Linked DNA regions of Mus musculus: region 1 is linked to region 2. Evidence: chromatin contacts called from public Hi-C data. All regions are on one chromosome and are shown on one strand. Each heading gives the region's core, a stretch centred on a gene start, on an enhancer-like site or on the middle of the called end of the contact. The rest is flanking DNA. Distances are from core to core; before and after follow the strand shown.

Region 1 (3,597 bases), core at 740-3,239, 130 kb after region 2:
ATTCACTCACACATTTAGGCCTACTGCCACAGCTGTTGATGTGTTTCATGTTTTTTGCATCTGCCAACGGAGGCATTTAGATCCCAATACCAGACAATGCTGTTTTCAGCAAGACCTCTTCTTTAAAGAAGAAGAGCTAAACGTTCAGCCTCAATGTGAGACAGATACAGCACTAAGCACTGATGGATGGCTTTGGTAGTCTAGCTCTACTGCATAACACATCCTGGACAGAATCACAGGAAATGGTTGCAACAATTATCCTATCATTGACAAGTGGGCAAGTGCTGCTTATTTGAGATCACAGTTCCAAACTGAAGGCAGATTAAAAAGGCCCACTCAGAAATCAATTTCTACAAGGAAAAGAGACAAATAATCACCATAGTCCTCATTATACTAAGGATAGAAGCAGTCATAAGCAGATGACACAGGGCAGGTAGAAAATTATCAGTACTGGCTACAAACATACATTCTGCAGTGTTGAGGATGTTAAGAAACTCTATTTAAAGACAGCCAGTTTGCTGATTTAACCAGCAGGACACTAAAGATGAATGCAACCTTTTCACATATTTGCAGGAGGATAATTATCTTTTTACCACATATTCTTAGAAAATGTTAAGAGAAAAACAAGATTTATGAAATTAAAAGCAAATTACAGTTCTTTAATGCTACGAGTGAGTAACTGTTACAACCATTGCTTTACCCTGCACTGTCAAGATACAAACTTCATCCCCCCAGGAGCAAAGCTACAAAATGTCCACGATGCATGCACAGAAGGCTGAATTTTATAAAGTTTTCACACCGTGGGACATTTATGTTAACTAATTAAAATTCATGCTAATGAGAACTAGTACCATGTAACACAAGATGAAAAGACAGTAAGTTCATATGATACCACATGACTCTCTAGGTATTGTTGTCTTGAAATAGTGAGCTTAAAATAGTTTGAGTATATATCCTACCCTAATAAAGCCACACTCAATTCCAAAATGTCAATTCCAAGAGTTAATCAGACACCAAATAAAGTCACAAATAAGACACACATATTTAAGATACAGTAAAAATGTAAAGAACGTAAATGTCCCTGGAGCCATTAGTCCCTGTCTTCCATCCTGCATGCTAACCTGCGGGTGTCCTCTCGGCACTCACAGGACTTGGTACCTACCTCTCTGTGGCGAGCAATGAATAGATTCTCCTTAAAGTATCACTCATATCTGCTCATTCACATTCCACTAGTCTGCTAATATCCCTACTGAGTGCTAGATCACAGCATTTTTCATGAATTGTATTAAAAGCCTGAATTAATCTATATGTATATGCAGACATATATGCAAACACATATTTGTCTGTATCGACATAGTTCAGATACAAAGCCAGAAATGATGATTGTCATCCTAACAGGAGATAGTGCCCTGGCTTACATTTTACGTTTTTTATAACAATGAAAATTTAAAAAAAAAAACCTACATAACTTTTCCAACCACAGAAAAGAATTTTATAATTTTCTTTGTAAATTCTTATTCTGGATGAACAAAATTTCCTTTCATCTTTTGCAATATACTTTATTGGGTAATGTATCCAAACTGTAAAAATTTCAATAGTGGTAAAAATGAGACTCTAGAAAATGTAAAAGTCAAAAACAATGTGTTAAAATGTCACTGACAAGATAATTTCTGTATTCATTATACAGAACGTTCCAGAATTTGGCAGTTGTCAATTTGAAAGTGCTGGCTCCCTCCGGCCTGGAAGGAGAATGCTGCACTCTGAGCAGACGATTGTACTCACTAGCTGCTCAGTTCACAGTCTCCACACACAACACAATCCACCAAGAGTCAGCTTTCATAATTCAACAGTACAAAGTCTGCAAACACATGTAACCTAGATCCATATTTCCCAGTGACAGCATACGATAGCAGAATGTGAAGTATTAATGCTGGTGTCACTGCAGTCCTCCACTCTGCTGCACTTTAAGAGAAAGCAGCTGCTGAGATGAAATGTGTGCCAACTGTCTGAAGACAGAAACATAAGAAACATTCCTTCTGTTACAAAGGATAGACACACAAACAGTCTTGCTTCTTTAGATGCGGCAAGCAGTTTCTTGCTTTTGCTTTATAAATTTCTCAGAATACACTCACCAGTTCTGCATATGCAGAAAAATATGCATTTAAGCATCCCTAATTCCCTTCTCAGAAGGGTAGCCCTGCAAAAAGCCTCTGGTTATGCTCCTACAAGTCAGAGGGAGGAAAAGCTGCCTCTTACAAAACACAATCTCTATCTATTGAGTTCACATATCCAGGGAAATATAACTGCTATCTATGGAATAGATAACATTGTTTAACTGAACATTTTCATATTAAAAACATATGCTCCATAGGTTTTTCAATGAATACCACCTTTAGTATCTTTATATACTTATTATCTTGAAATAATCACCTGATCTTTCTTTTTAAATTTAACATTCCTATAGAGAGCAGGCTGTCTCTTTCCCTTACCAGGAGCCTCTTATGTTTGTTTCCTTGAATAATCCACTTGCAAGGGGTGAACTTCATACATTTTAAAGTGGCATTTTGTTTTTTTCCTCTTGATATAAAGATTGACAATTTGTTGAACAATCATGACATGCTGATTGGTGTAGGATACATTCTTAACGAAATGGTGCAAAATGAACCAAGCATAATACTGCTACCCTTTAAACACAGCTCTACCATAATACTAAGCATGTGACATAATCTGAATGGTTTGGTTATAATTCACTTAAAAACTAGTACAACCTCATTGACCCCCTTATCAAACAATTTATTGTGCATTTGCAGACCGGACAATGAAACAGAGGAGGGAAAGTATTAACAGTGACACTGTTTGGCAACCTCATAGTGGAGTTCATTCAAAAGGCAATTTTAAAATTGAATGAAGAGGTTTGACTAGGCAATAAAAACAGCCACAATGCCAGTGAACAGTACTTAGGAGGGAAGCCTCTAATTATCCTATTTATAAATCAACAGTAATTTTACTGATGACTTCTTCTTGAAGTTGATTAAAATAACTTCAAAAATTTTAAACCAGATCATATGCATTTTCTTAAACTATAATTTAAAATGTTATTGATTGCTTGAAAATGATAAAAAACTTGAAAGCAAGAATGAGACAGCATTTCTAGGTAGAAACATTCCTACAATCCTCCACAACATAATTATAGCACTGCCCTTGGGGAAGGGGATTTTATTTTATAATGAGAATGTTTACACTGTTATGGGGTTCAATCTATCTGGGAGGGAAGGTTAAACTTCTTTCCATTAAAGACAGCCTTATAATGAAAAGCTCTGAAAGGAGAATGGAGTCTAATATAGTGGATGTAATGGCCTATTAAATGATTCACACACAAAAAATGAATCAAATTCATTGTATCTCACTGCTGTTTTATGGCAAAATTGTTGAAAAATAAAACTATTGTCAAGATAATTGCATATTACATAGGCTGCATTACTGTAAGCAGTACTCTTGTTGGATGACCTAAAGTTTAATTTTTAGGTACATTAACAGGACATTACATTTTAAATACTTTACATTATTGGAATGTTTTTAAAGAATACTACTTCTACT
Region 2 (3,543 bases), core at 448-2,947:
GAAACCCAGAAAGCAGACCCCACTTCAGCTCCTTACAGTGTTGTGGGGGCTCTTTGTGCTGTTTCACAGTGTAAGAGGCTGGACTCAGGTAAGGCGAGAGGGACTGCTGAAGGTACTATTGATATGAACCATTTGCCTTGACATTTTCAGCTAAGACCCATGGACCTGACTCTAAATAAATGGAATTTTTAAGTCTCATTTTAACCAGAATGAGGGGAATACAACTTTTGAAAGGTGCCTTTAAAGCAGTTCAAAAACCAACAACAAACTTCACTAATGTCATTCAGCTAAATTTTTGAGGCCTTAAGATTTCATTATGATGGGAAGAAAGGCTTATTCTTATTAGTATAATTGTGGAGTCTTCCCTTCACTTCCTTTTAAACTAATGAGTTACATTAATCCAGGTTCATTTTTATAAGCCTCTTGAGGCTAAATGTACAGGACAGTCATCTTAGAAAACAATAAATTAAAAAGCAAGCATGTAGTGTGCATGGAGTGCACGTATTTCCTAAGACCTAGGTTAATACAACTGGCATGCAGTTTAATTAATCCTTGTTAGTGTAACAACCAACACCCCTCCCTAGCATGTTTCCTTTAAACATTAGTATGTTAATTAGATGTTTTTTTTTTAAATTTTCTTTGTACTTAAATGTGGCATTTCTAGCACGTAAATTTCTTCTCAATAGCTACCTTATAAAGATGTTTTCTTATAATATCTGGCCTCTTGCAGAAACTCTTGAGCCGTTTTGAAAGCTGTTCAGGTGTGGAATACAGATACTCAGCTGCAGGAAAAACAGATACATTTTTAATGAAACAAAAACCTCAAAGCACACACTCGATATTAGTCACTTTACTAATTAAAAATGCATATTGCTCTGTGCCGCCTCATGTTTTACATTATTTAAGCATGATTTTATAAGGTTACCTCAGCTCACAAGGATGTTTAATGCTAAATAAGACTGTGTAGTTGTGCTGTTTAGACATCTCCTCTGGGTGATTAAAATACATTATTCTAATGCAGCACAATGCATATGTGATATATTTAGTGATGAGAATTTTTCAAAGAACCAGTACTGTAGCTGTACGTACTCTGTACAACAGTTGCATATTATTAACTAGTCAATTGTTTAAAGAATTTGGTATGACTTTCAATCCTCGAATTTTCTCTGTGTATATCATTAAAAAAAAAATCTGTTAGCAATTGCAGCAGTACTGACCTGCTTATAAAAATCCGTCATTATGAGATGTGTATGCTAACAATAAAGAATGCTATTTGAAAACTTGCTTTTTTTGTTATCTTAAAAGAACAGATGGTAAATATAAGCTTACTCTAATGTATTAAAACACATAAAATTTTCCTTAACACTAACATGTTGACTTGCCAAATAAACAATTGCTCCTACTTAAGTTTATTTTCAAACTTTTAGTTTAGCATGAATCCTGTATTAAATCACAACAAAGAAAAAGCACATGAAAGCAGCTACCTGGAAAGATCTCAGGATAGACCAAGGCTTTGGGACAGAGTGGGTAGCAGCCACAGTACACAGCTTCCAACCTGCAGAAATGTCAGAGAGAGGACAGGAGGACAGCAGGCGTGAGCATTACAGTCAGAAGGATCTGTCTGTCTAAGACAGCAGTGAGAGAGAGCCCAGAGCTCCCCGGGACAAAAATCATGCTCGGCTGGCTCCTAACCGCCAGAGCTGCTCTTTGCGGGAGCCTATTGACCATACCCGACTTTGCTGGGACAGAACCCGCAGCATATGCTCTGTTCACTGAATTCATCAAAGCGCAGCGCTGCATTTTTGTTGTTTCTAAAATACTGTTTAACACATTTTATAATCAGCAGATAAACACATTCAACAACATGGAAAAGTATGGACAGCTTTTCTTAATAATGCTGCAAAGACTCAGAATGTTCATTTTTCAAAAAATGTTTAAATAAAATAGCAAATACTTTAGCAGGGAAGCCGTAGAAATGATCGAGGCACTTTTAAAGCAGCAGAAAAAATTTACAATCTGTTGTGATGGGCATTTTCAGTTCAAGCTCGTGCTTGGAAACAATTTGTTATTATGCAGATGTAAAACTCTCCAATTGTGGAAAAACTCTTGTTCAGATCATTTTAATGAACATTTTGCTCTTCTGACTGAAAATCAGCTTACTTTCTATTTTATCAGAATAGTTTTACTACTAAACAAACACAAAGTTCTGCATTGAGAGTCTTCCTAGGGACTATCTCTGCGAGTTTTCTTCCTGTCCCAGGGGTAGGGGGCTAAGGAGAGGGAAGGCATTGCCCCTTGCAGTCCTGCTAGGTTTGCATAATGGCTATTGATTTGACGTATCACAAACCTTGAAGATACCACTGTCATTTCTGTTGGCTAGAAATTATGCAGTGAAATTCAAAACACTCTTTAAAATATGTTTATTTTATGAGAAACTTTGAATTGCATCCAAAATGTTGACCAAAGGCGGAATTTATTTTGAACTGCAGATTTTTTTTCAGTCCAAGAATGATCTGAAGTCATGTCAATGTTTACCTTGTTTATTTACAGTGACAGAGTACATGCAATTTAAACTGTTTTTAAGTGGGTGATGGTGTCCCTATTTTTATGATGTTAAACTGAAATTAGTTTAAAGAAAAAGTATTTACTTTGAGCTACAATTTTTGGAAAAATACTAAGTTGTTACCAAACACAATAGAAATGCAAAGGTTTTAGTTACCAATTATCAACTGCAGAAGACAAGCTATCTCACCCTTTCCTAAATGTATAAGTATGATAAGCACAGCTCTATGTTACCCTGTGCTGTAGTACAAATCATAAAACAAAAAACTTTTGAGAATGTCAACCTTGATGCACTTCACAAACCATAAAAAAAAAAAAGCAAGCCCAGTGCCTGAAGTCACTCAGTTCTAAAACGCTGTGCCAACGGAAACGCGAATACACATAAACAGTCTCTTATAATCACATAAAGTTAAGGGTAAAGTCACAGGCATGTCGGAAAGTGCAGATTATCTGCTTTTCAATAATGGATTTGAATTATTCTATACCCAAAAAGAAAATCACAGGCTGATTTTCATTTTGAGTCATCATATGAGTATATACCATACTATTTCCAAAATGCCTCTACCAATTAAAACATCATACAATAAGACAGGAACAGCATTATTTGATATAAGAGGGAAAATTAAACAACAATAACAACAACCTAGATTTTAGTTTTTATTTGCAAATAATCTAATTCATACTTAAGGTTCTAACTTATTCAACAACCAGAACAATCTCTTTTGGCTAGTTTTGACTTGTTAAAATACTAGTGTTAATATTTAGCTTGAGAGTACATTTTAAAATACATGATCAAATCTATAATATTTAAAAATAAATCACACATCATACTCATAAGTTCCTCATATTTTGTTATTCTGAAAACACTCCTGATAATACAATTATTCATCATTTCGATCCTTATGCACTACCAGTTAAATAATAAATAGGGTTCCAATTGATCTATTGTTAAAATGACTAGTAAATGACCTTTTTATTCCA

What was found. A called contact is a pair of places that touch in the nucleus more often than the background predicts.
Region 1: a contact with region 2 is called in a Hi-C map of forebrain, with 2.3 times the contacts expected there. The contact joins two enhancer-like sites. A contact is called at or near these places in 1 of 39 promoter capture datasets (hippocampal neurons), 3 of 484 Hi-C or Micro-C datasets (cerebral cortex, forebrain and uterus) and 1 of 9 other capture datasets (adipose tissue).

The regions. Positions count from the first base shown.
Region 1 is chr2:44,704,187-44,707,783 of GRCm38.p6, forward strand. All of the region lies in intron 5 of Gtdc1 (glycosyltransferase-like domain containing 1), which reads right to left. Among named protein-coding and RNA genes, the nearest start is that of Gm39807, 37 kb to the left of the region's middle. Within about 2 kb of position 1,990, at least 31 of the 459 cell types and tissues checked have an H3K27ac peak or open chromatin away from gene starts, as enhancers often do. A contact at or near this core is called in forebrain, where this site is marked.
Region 2 is chr2:44,569,729-44,573,271 of GRCm38.p6, forward strand. Gtdc1 (glycosyltransferase-like domain containing 1) reads right to left here. Exons shown (of 11, transcript NM_001362987.1): 9 at 1,485-1,555; 10 at 691-782. Among named protein-coding and RNA genes, the nearest start is that of Gm39806, 70 kb to the left of the region's middle. Within about 2 kb of position 1,698, at least 24 of the 459 cell types and tissues checked have an H3K27ac peak or open chromatin away from gene starts, as enhancers often do. A contact at or near this core is called in forebrain, where this site is marked.